Regions from separate parts of the Mus musculus genome. Here region 1 is linked to region 2. A link is a contact called in public Hi-C data. All regions are on one chromosome and are shown on one strand. The core of a region is the stretch at or near the end of the contact, and the rest is flanking DNA. Distances in the headings are between cores, read along the strand shown.

Evidence for each region. A called contact is a pair of places that touch in the nucleus more often than the background predicts.
Region 1: a Hi-C map of the C2C12 cell line shows a contact between it and region 2, with 1.7 times the contacts expected there. The contact joins two enhancer-like sites. A contact is called at or near these places in 2 of 484 Hi-C or Micro-C datasets (the C2C12 cell line and liver).

Annotation. Positions count from the first base shown.
Region 1 is chr6:143,556,893-143,561,635 of GRCm38.p6, forward strand. No RefSeq gene overlaps it. Among named protein-coding and RNA genes, the nearest start is that of 4930579D09Rik, 24 kb to the left of the region's middle. Within about 2 kb of position 2,634, at least 25 of the 459 cell types and tissues checked have an H3K27ac peak or open chromatin away from gene starts, as enhancers often do. A contact at or near this core is called in the C2C12 cell line, where this site is marked.
Region 2 is chr6:143,377,125-143,381,992 of GRCm38.p6, forward strand. No RefSeq gene overlaps it. Among named protein-coding and RNA genes, the nearest start is that of Gm31427, 73 kb to the right of the region's middle. Within about 2 kb of position 3,522, at least 6 of the 459 cell types and tissues checked have an H3K27ac peak or open chromatin away from gene starts, as enhancers often do. A contact at or near this core is called in the C2C12 cell line, where this site is marked.

The DNA of each region.
Region 1 (4,743 bases), core at 1,384-3,883, 180 kb after region 2:
TGTCAAAGTTCCCCACATTGGGGTCAGAGGTCAGGAGAACGCTTGCTGTTCTAGACTACCCCTGGGTCTGCTGACAGGACTCTGGGTTAATCTTTTACATCATCTGCTGGATCCTCTGGAGGGACCACCTAGGATTTCTCACTTGACACTAAGAGTGTGTGACAGCCAGAACAGAAGTAATGGCTCTATTGTCACGAGTATAGTCAGGTTCTCAGTGTCTCAGGGACACTCCAAAATGCCATTTGTAGAATGTAACAGGTTCTCTTCTCAGGAGCCAATCCTAATGGTTGGGGTTGGTTGAATGCTCAAGTGTATCTTCTTTCTTTCACTGACAGGAAAGTCAAAGTTTCTTAGCTGTATTTTCCTTGGACCGTCCCTACCCCCTTTCCTTTATTCCCGTTATTTTCTATTTTTCTTTAATTTTACATTATTAATATTTGTTTTTTATGCCCATTACAGCTTTCCTTTATATTACAAAATTCCAATTTCAGTTTTTGTCTACTCAGGATACTATTTTTATTCCTTCCTTTTCAAGTAATGTTGTGGAGAACTTTTTCTTGTGGTCACCACAAGGCTGAATTCTTGGACTTTGCTTCATAGCTAACAGAATGAACCCAGTGGTTGCTAGATCTTGATCCTGGTGATGGAGTTACTGTCAGTCTCTATGGAAGTTCAGGAAACCCTGCCTGGGGTCCCAAAAGCCTTTACCCTCTCACCTCAGTGCCAAGAGAGCTTGAGAGATGCTGGCTTATATATAGACATGAAAGGCTGGTTGAAACTGAGCCACTATAGTGTAGCTACCATGAGGTCACCATGAAAGAGTGGAACTTAGTGGTAACGCAGCTTGTTTGGGGGTCACCCATACTCCTGTAAAGAATTCCACACCTATCCTCTGAAAGAAAGCACAATAAATTTTTTGGTCCCACCAAGTTGGACTTTGATGAAATCATACTTTGTCTGTGGGATGACCATCTGTGGTGGTTGTATTTCCCCCGGAAAAGCTAACACAGCATGTGTTTAATGTATCCTGTTGATGTATTAAGTGAAAACCAGTAAGTATCAGGACTGCTGGGGCCTTATTGTCAGATCTGAATAACTGAACACTATGTGTGCTTTTCCTTAGGACATTGGCAGCCTTTAAGACGTGTCTTGTACATTACACTTAACTAAGCATAACTTTTCTGTGCTCTTTGACTCTGGTTTCTTTCCGTAACAGAAGCAGGCACCCCAGATATTTGATCGAACTGACAGTGCATTCATTTTGCAGAGTTCTGGTTTCTGGAAGGTTGCCTTCAAAGCCACAATGGTCTTTAACTGTGTGGAGCACCTGCTTCTAAATACCTCAGTGTTAAACTATTTGTTTCCCCCCCTTGGAAGACCGTAGTATTAGTTCTGTTAACACTTTGACACCATGCCAAAATATACAACATTCATTTAAGATTGGGCACTAAAGGACCTATTCACCAGTTTTTAAGAGGAGGAAAAAAAGGAATAAGGGTCTTTCACACGTTCTCTCTGTAATTATAAATATAAAACTATTCTTGATTCATCTATCCAACAGATGGAAATAGTGTAAGGGTTTACTGTATAGCTCTCGTATTTTCCAGTAAAAGAAAATACTGATTTTATTCATTTACTTTGGATTTCTTTTGCCTCTTTTTTTCATGGTCTCCAAGGTGCAAAACTAAGAAAGAACTTGTTATATTAGTTAAATCAGTCATGCGTATAGGTAGGTGCCTCCATGCCCAGAGTAAATGCCACTGGCGTTTCACCACGGCTCTGGCCAACCGCACATAGCTGCCCTTGTTCTCAGACTCTCCCCCCTGTGCCGCTCAATACCCCTACAGTTTCTGGGTCCTGGTGCCTCTGAAAGGAAGGTGAGCTTGCTTTGTGTGATGGCTGACTGGAAATTTCCTGCACCGTGTGGGCTTACTGTGCCAGCTATTGCCTCTCCTTCTGGCTTTATTAAAATAGAAAACCATGGTGCATAGCTTTGGGAAGAATGCTAAAGACACTTCCACTGGGCTTGGCTTGGTAGAATTAAAGTATATGTGCAGTTGTGTGCAAAGGAGAGTAGAGGGAGATCACACACACAGGCACACACACTCAGGCATGTGCACACATGCACACACAGGTTATTGCATTAGTTGCCTGCAATGACTTACTTGTTTTGGTCTCAGACAACACTTCATACTCTGTACAATCTCTCCTGGACACACCAGACCAGGGATGACTTAAAGACAGTCACGAAGGGAAGGACTGACCAGTGACCTAAGCTGTGGTGGCCCTGAGGTCCCATGTCTGGATGAGAACTATGGGGCCAACTCTCATAAGTCCAGTCAGAAACAGTCTGTGCCCAAGATGCCATGTATGCTTCAGGATAGAACCAGGAAGGAGATGGAATCTCTATGGTGGAGTTGCCCTAAATCCAGGGCAGATTAGATGCCCACACAAGTCGCCCCACTAGCCTAAACCCCTGACTTCTCTCCAATCTTTCCTATCATTCCTTGCCCAGTTCCCACTTTGTTCCACATCAGGTTCCTGCCATCATTGTCAACTCTGTGCTTCTGTTTTGCCTTCAGCTCTGTGGGTTCAGACGAGGCATTGAGTCAGCAGGGCACACAGCCCACTTTTACAGTGGACGCTGGTTAACTGTGTTCCTGAAATCCGAAACCTTTCTTTCCAGGCACAAGAATCCCTGTGGCTAGTCCTTGTCACATTTTCTATTCTGAGTCTCTTGCAATATGGTCCCTTCTACTTGTAAGTGAGAAAATGGGGCATGGTTTCCTAGGGTGAGGGCTGTGGTCTATATATCATAGCCACAGAGGCATATGCATATATCATAAACTCAGCAAATGGTCAAGCAAAGACTTATGAATGTCGCTGTGTGGGATTGTATGTGTGAGGTGGGTGTATGTATATATGGTATGTATCTCCATGTTTACATGTGTATGTACATTTACATGTGGGTATATGTGTAAAGGTATGTATGTGCATTTTTGTATGTGTGTATACATATGTGTATGTATGTGTGTGTGTATGTATGAGTGGTGCTGGTGCTTTGCGTTTGTGGTGTTGGGTGTGTGTGTGTGTGTGTGTGTGTGTGTGTGTGTGTGTGTGTGTGTGCATGTGTGTGTATGTGATGCATGCATCCATGTTTGTGAGTACATATGCCCATGAGAAGGCCAGAGTAGGATGGCTGGTGTCTTTCTATCTTACCCTCTGTCTTATGGCCTTGATGGGTGTCACTGACACAGCAGATCGGCTTTGACTAGAATGTACACCAGGGAGCTCTTAGGTCTCCCTGTGTCTGCTTCTCCATTTTCCCAGAGCTGGGGTTACAGGCATGTAATACCATTTCCATCTTTTTGGTATTTTAGATTGATTTTTTTTTTATTAAAGTTTTGGTTAGCACATAAGTCAGTCTCACTGTGGCATGCATTTTCATTAATATATAGCATCACAATCTGTCACTTTACGGCCCACAAGTAGTGCTTGTACCTACTATTTGAACAGGTCTTAAATGGTTTTTTAATTCTTTGTCAGTTTCATAATATAAATAATGAGTTCTACTCACGTCCATTCCTCTTTAGTTTCTCATTCTTTCTCCATTCTAGAAAGTCCTCTTCCGTGTGTGTGTGTGTGTGTGTGTGTGTGTGTGTGTGTGTGTGTGTGTGTGAGAGAGAGAGAGAGAGAGAGAGAGAGTAGGTGTGTGTCTGTCTGTTGGTCTGTCTGTTGTCTGCCTGATTTGTCTGCATAGTCAGGGGTAGGAGCATTCCCTGGGGCATGGGCAACTTGTTAGCATCTCCATCACTGAAGACTGACCTCCTGACCCCAGCACCATCAGACTTAGTCTCTCAGACAGAGGTGCCTCCTCAAAAAGGCTTTCCTCTTCATGAAGAGATGCTGCTGTTCCCAGTCTTGTGCATCTCTTCCATGGGTAACCATAGCTACAGTGAGATAATGAGTGAGATGCCATGTCCTGTCCAGAAGGCATCCTTGTTTTATAGCATACTTTCCATCCTCCAAGCCTGTGTTCTTCCTACTTTCTTAGGAAAGCTTCCTGACCCTTGATATGGTGACCCAGGTAGGGTCAAATAGGCCACTGTAGACCGGAATAATGATTCCTATCGTCTTGACCCACTGTGAGCCTCTGCACTAACCAGTGCTGCCAATCCCTGCAGTCAGAAGCCTCCCAGACAAAGGCTCAGAGCAGCAGTGATCTGTGGTTTTCAGAAGATCACCTAGAAGGCAGTTTAGTGTGGATGCTGGGAAGTCCGTCTAAGACCCTCATGCTAGCTGAACAAGCACTCTTAACTCTGAGTCATCTCCCAGCCTCTGCTGTATGTAATTTTCATATCAAAGTAGGAGATTATAAACAAATGAATTTAGTAATGAAAACATTCAAGATATAAAAGACAATATAACACATACCACTTGCCCACTTACTCAAATTAACAAACATCCAAATCTAGTTTCATTCATTCTCTTAGATTCTCTAAGACTTCCAACAGTTTTAGTAATATGCTCAGTGTGTGACTGTGCCCTTTCACCCAGTGCTAGGTTGTAAAATCTACTCAGATTGATAGACAGTTCCAGCAAGGGCAGAGCAGGTAGATCTCCCTCTGTCTTTTTTTTTTTTTCCATCAATCGATGTGCCTGCGGTGAGTAGCCCTGGGGTTGGAATGTGAAATGTCCCCACAGGCTTCTGTGTTGAATTCCTGCTTCCCCAGGTGGTGGTTC
Region 2 (4,868 bases), core at 2,272-4,771:
TGCCACATATCTGTAATTAGCGTTTGAGGCAAGAGGATCGTTAGTTTGAGACTAGTATGGGCCACGTAGTGCAATCCTGAAAAGAAAAGACGTTCTGCATACAACTGAGGGCTCTGCACACTCAGGTCAGGGCAGAGGTGCTACATCCCTGCGGACAGCACCGCTGTGATTTGATGATGAGACTGATAACAAAGACAGGGAGTCTCAGGCCTCGGCCTTGTTGACTCCGTGATTTCAGGACTGAAAGGACCCTGCCTTCTCCATATTTCAGTCGCAGGAAAATATTTAGTTTCTTCAACTTGAGTTGGAGTTCGGTCAGTGTGGCAATGTGCGGCTGAATGGAAGAACCCCAGGTTAAGTGCGGGACTACCAGGCAAAGCGCTAGCAAATGTGCTTTTTGTAAGACACTGTCACGTCTGCTGGGACTTAGTTCTCTCCGTCAGGTGTATTTCTGCTCTGCCACTGATCTCAATATTCTATGCCATGCTTGCCCTTCCCCTTGACCAACGTGTCTGCTAAGCTCTATTGGTTTTCTTTGTATGTGTGTGTGTGTGTGTGTGTGTGTATGCTATGGGGTAAGCAGGCACATGTGCGCATGCGTACGTTCATGAGTGCGTGGGGGTGTGCGCGCGCGCATGTCCAGAGTACAGTGGGAGGCATCTCCATCTTTCTCTGCGGCTCTCTAAGTCACTGTTTTGAGACAGGCTATCCCAGGCTATCCCACTGAGCCGTAAACTCCCCACTTGGCTGAGCTCCTCCTATGTCTGTCTCCCAGTTCAGAATTACAGACATGCTCTGGGGGTTACAGATGTACTCTGGCACACTGACTTCCTTCATGAACGCAGGATATGAACACAGGCTCCTGTGTTTGTGCATGTGACCCATCTCCCCAGTCCCATCAAGCTCTTATCTAAACCCTATGTTATTGTATACATAGATTCTCATGCATTGTTTGTATTAGAGACACAAAATATGTACAGTGCACACATCATATGTAACGTACAGGGAAGTAATTCTCCCTTTCAGGGCAGTGGAGGCAACTTTGTGTGTTATGGGTAGAAACCACGTTGCCAAGAAGTCCTCTTTCTCTAGAGCAAAAATAATCCTGGTGGACTGATGGGGATGGAACGGAACGGAAGACTGACAGGGAAGGTGTTCGTGGAGCATGCAGAGTCAGGAGGATGGGAGCCTGGGTCTGTTCGATATAGCATAGTTCTCAGTGAGGGCTCTAGGGAGGGAGGCCTGGCATTAGATGACATTACAGGCTTCAGTGCTGACACCCGGGCCTCCCGCATGACTTCGTGCATTAGAGAGTAGCATAGAGGTGGCAGGAGACAGCTGCATCGGGAGTCAATGCATTAGAACTTGTCTTTCTGTGTGGTCTACATACTGATAACCCAATGCATCCCATCAATGCAGCATAGTCAGGGTGTCTCAGAAGACACACTTGAGAGCTAGTGACATCAAGACCCCGATGCTACTTCTTCATGCCTGACCTTTCCCCAGACCCCCAGGGTTCCCAAGCAAGCCACAGGCAGACTTTGAAGAACTGGAAGGCAAAACTAGAAATTACATTATTATGGAATAATAATAAAGGATGGTGTGTTTTATGCACCTGTGGCCTGCATTTCATACCTGGTGGCATAACGTGTTTATTTTCTTTCCCCCATGACTGAATTCTTGTGGAGTTACAAGGGACATAACTTGTAGGTGGATAAAGGCTCTTTGTAGTCACAATGGCAGCTCACAAAATGTTTATTGTTGGAGAAGCAGACTCCAGCCCACCTGGTCATGAAGTAACTGCCACAAATCTTGGCCAAATTCAGGTTTCCACATGGAGAGGTGGTGGGGATATGTTCTACTAGGAGAACAGCTCGGCCAAGAAAACAAACCGTCTCTCGACATTAGGCCCGCTAATATTTGCTGTTTTTAAGTCCAATGGAAAAGTGCACAGAGAGAATAGTGTGTAGTTTTCTAATCAAAACGATACCCTCTCCAACCCAATCCAAACTGACCACAAGGCCGAATTTTACTTAATAATGCAGCTTATTGTGCTGCGAGGCGGGTTAGAATGTTATGGTTGCCCCCTGTGGGGACGTGGCACTCTTGGCACAGACATCTCTTGAAAGCCCAATCTCTCATTAGTACATTTAATTATGATAACACAATATTGATTTTGTGTATGAGTGTTGTGGGAAAGTTGCTAAAGGCCTTCATCCTAATCCAAGGATTTATGGACGTGAACAATCCTGTGAGTCTGACATTTATCTCATTTTCTTCTCTTACCAGAGGCTCCAAAATTCAGTTCTGTTCTGGACTCTCTACCTGGGTCAGTCCTACACAGCCACCCGCGCGTTAGAGACCAGCTGCAGAGTACCCATGATGCATTGCTGCAGAGTACCCATGATGCATTGTGTTCACCATGCTGAAGATGGACACCTGAGTGGTCTCTAGCTACCCACTCCCTCAGTAGATCTGACGGGAGGAGTCTTATTATTGCACTTTTATGAAAATATGCCTGCTTCTCTCTCGGCTTGTCTGTGCTCAGCAGTGGGATGACTGGAGTGTAGGCTACGTGTATGTTTAATAAGTATTACTCAGCCCCTTCTGGGAGTTTATCCTCATCCTTTGCCAGTCTTTTGTAAGGGCAACAGTGGTGCCCATCTGGTTTCTTGACTGAATTACCACTGGGACATTTCCTTTGTCTGTTGTTTTTATCAGAGGGATTTTCTTTCCCTTTGTTTTGTTCCGGTTCTTTGTATTTTGAGACAAAGTCTCACTCTGCAGCCCAGGCTGGCCTTGAAATCCGAGATTGCTACCTCACTGGTTCTGGATCAGAGCGCACGCACTGATAGCCCAAAGCATCATATTTTGCATAGCTATCTCATTTACATATGTCAAGTTGGCCCCTTATGGGTCTTTCTCTCAGAATTGTCTTCCCTTATCTCCTTGAGACTACTGGGACCATGAAAAGGGCTGTAGGGAGATTCAACAGTTGAGGGTGTTTGCTGCTCTTCCACAGAACCCATAATATGTAGGCTGCTCACAACCACCTGTGCCTCTAGCTCCAGAAGATTGAACACCCTCTACTGGTGCCTTCAGGCACCTGTGTATACACACACACACACACACACAGACACACAGACACACAGACACACACACACACACACACACACTTTTAAAGTAGTTAAGGTTACTCTTAGATCTAGGTCATTCTGTCTGCCTTTCCTGGCATGGGTCGCCTACTCAGTTACCTTATCCTCACCACTAAGGGGACCAGGTTTCTGCTGCAGGTCACACTACTTAGAAGGGTAAGTTAGCTTTTTCTGGCCATGTGCACACAATCTCACCCTGTGACGCTTCAACCCATAGAGTTTTTAAACTTTCTGATGGTGTGAAATGGTATACAGTAGGACTCTCACTTAAAGTCTGAAGTTTACTGCTGGTAGGCAGTAGACAGAAAGAGAGGATGCTCTTTGTGACGCCAGCAGAGTAAGGAGTCATGAGAGCACCAGAGTGCGCAGTCCCCACTTGACAAGATATTGTGCTGCTGAGTCAGCGGGTGACCCAGTGCATTTCCAAGTTAATGGCATTTTCAACTTACCATAATTTTATTAGTGCAAGATCTAAAAACAAACCAAGAAGCCACTAGCTTGGCAGAGGCAGGAGACAAAACCAAAGCTTATTTGAGTCATTCCTGGGGAATGAGACAGAAGTTCCTCAGGTTAGAGACCCTATGCCCTGGCATCTCTCTCTATCTCTCTGTCTCTCTTTCATTGTTTACTTTTTCCTCTCTCCTCATCCACATCTCCTTTCTCTCCCTCTTCTCTCTTTATTTGTGTATATACATTTTCAAGTATATGTACTGTTTGCATGCCATTACCAACGTGTATGGAGGCCAGTGATCACCTCAGGTGGTGTTTGGACAAGCCACTTTTTTTGAGACAGGGTCTCCCCATGGCCTGAACTCACTTAGTAAGCTAGACTGGCTGGCCCACGAGCCTCTGAGACAACCCTGTCTCCATTGTCCCAGCAACAGGACTCCAAAAGTGAGCTGCCCCACCTGTTTATTTAAATGAGTGCTGTGATTGAACTTATAGCCTGGTTTTTTTCTTTCTCAAGGGATGTTATCTTATTCAGCTGTAATCTCCTGGCCCTTTGAGGAAAGATGGAGCAAAAACTGGGACATGGGGTACCCAGTCCATCTGCTGACTGGATTCCCTGCCTCTGCCTGAATGCCCAGTGCTTGACACACTCATTGCTGTGGGGTCAAACAGGGGTATTCCCCAGTTTCTCCCACTCCTAACCTCCTAGAAAACAGTGACAACACCTCTTTCCTTTTAGAGCATTATATATTTATTTCCTTATTTTTAGCTTCAAGCTGACCATTTTATTATCCTTTACATGAATTTACGAGGTGCACTACCTTTAAAAATTTTTTTTTTCCAATTTTTGAGACAGGGTCTCACAGTGTAGCCCTGGCTGTCTTGGAACATGTTTTGTAGACCAGTCTGGCCTTGAACGCATTGATCCTCATGTCTCTCTGTCTGTCTCCTGAGTGCTGGGACTAAAGGCATGCATCACCATGCCTGGTGAGGTACACCATTCTCACATTTATTTCTCTGCCATCTTTGGGGTTGGATCAACAGAAGGTCTAGACTCAGAAGAGCTGTACCAGTTTCCTCACTTTTGAAAAACACCCAGTGCCATTTGCTCCAGAGCGTCACACCTCTCCATTAAGGTGACTCTACAAAGCCTCAACTCTTGTAGTGTTTGCTTGTTTGTTTTTTTACAATGTTCTTGCAAAAAGGTGAGTTACCTGGCTCCAAAAATAGGGCTGTACAATTAGCCTATTAGTATTTTTTAAA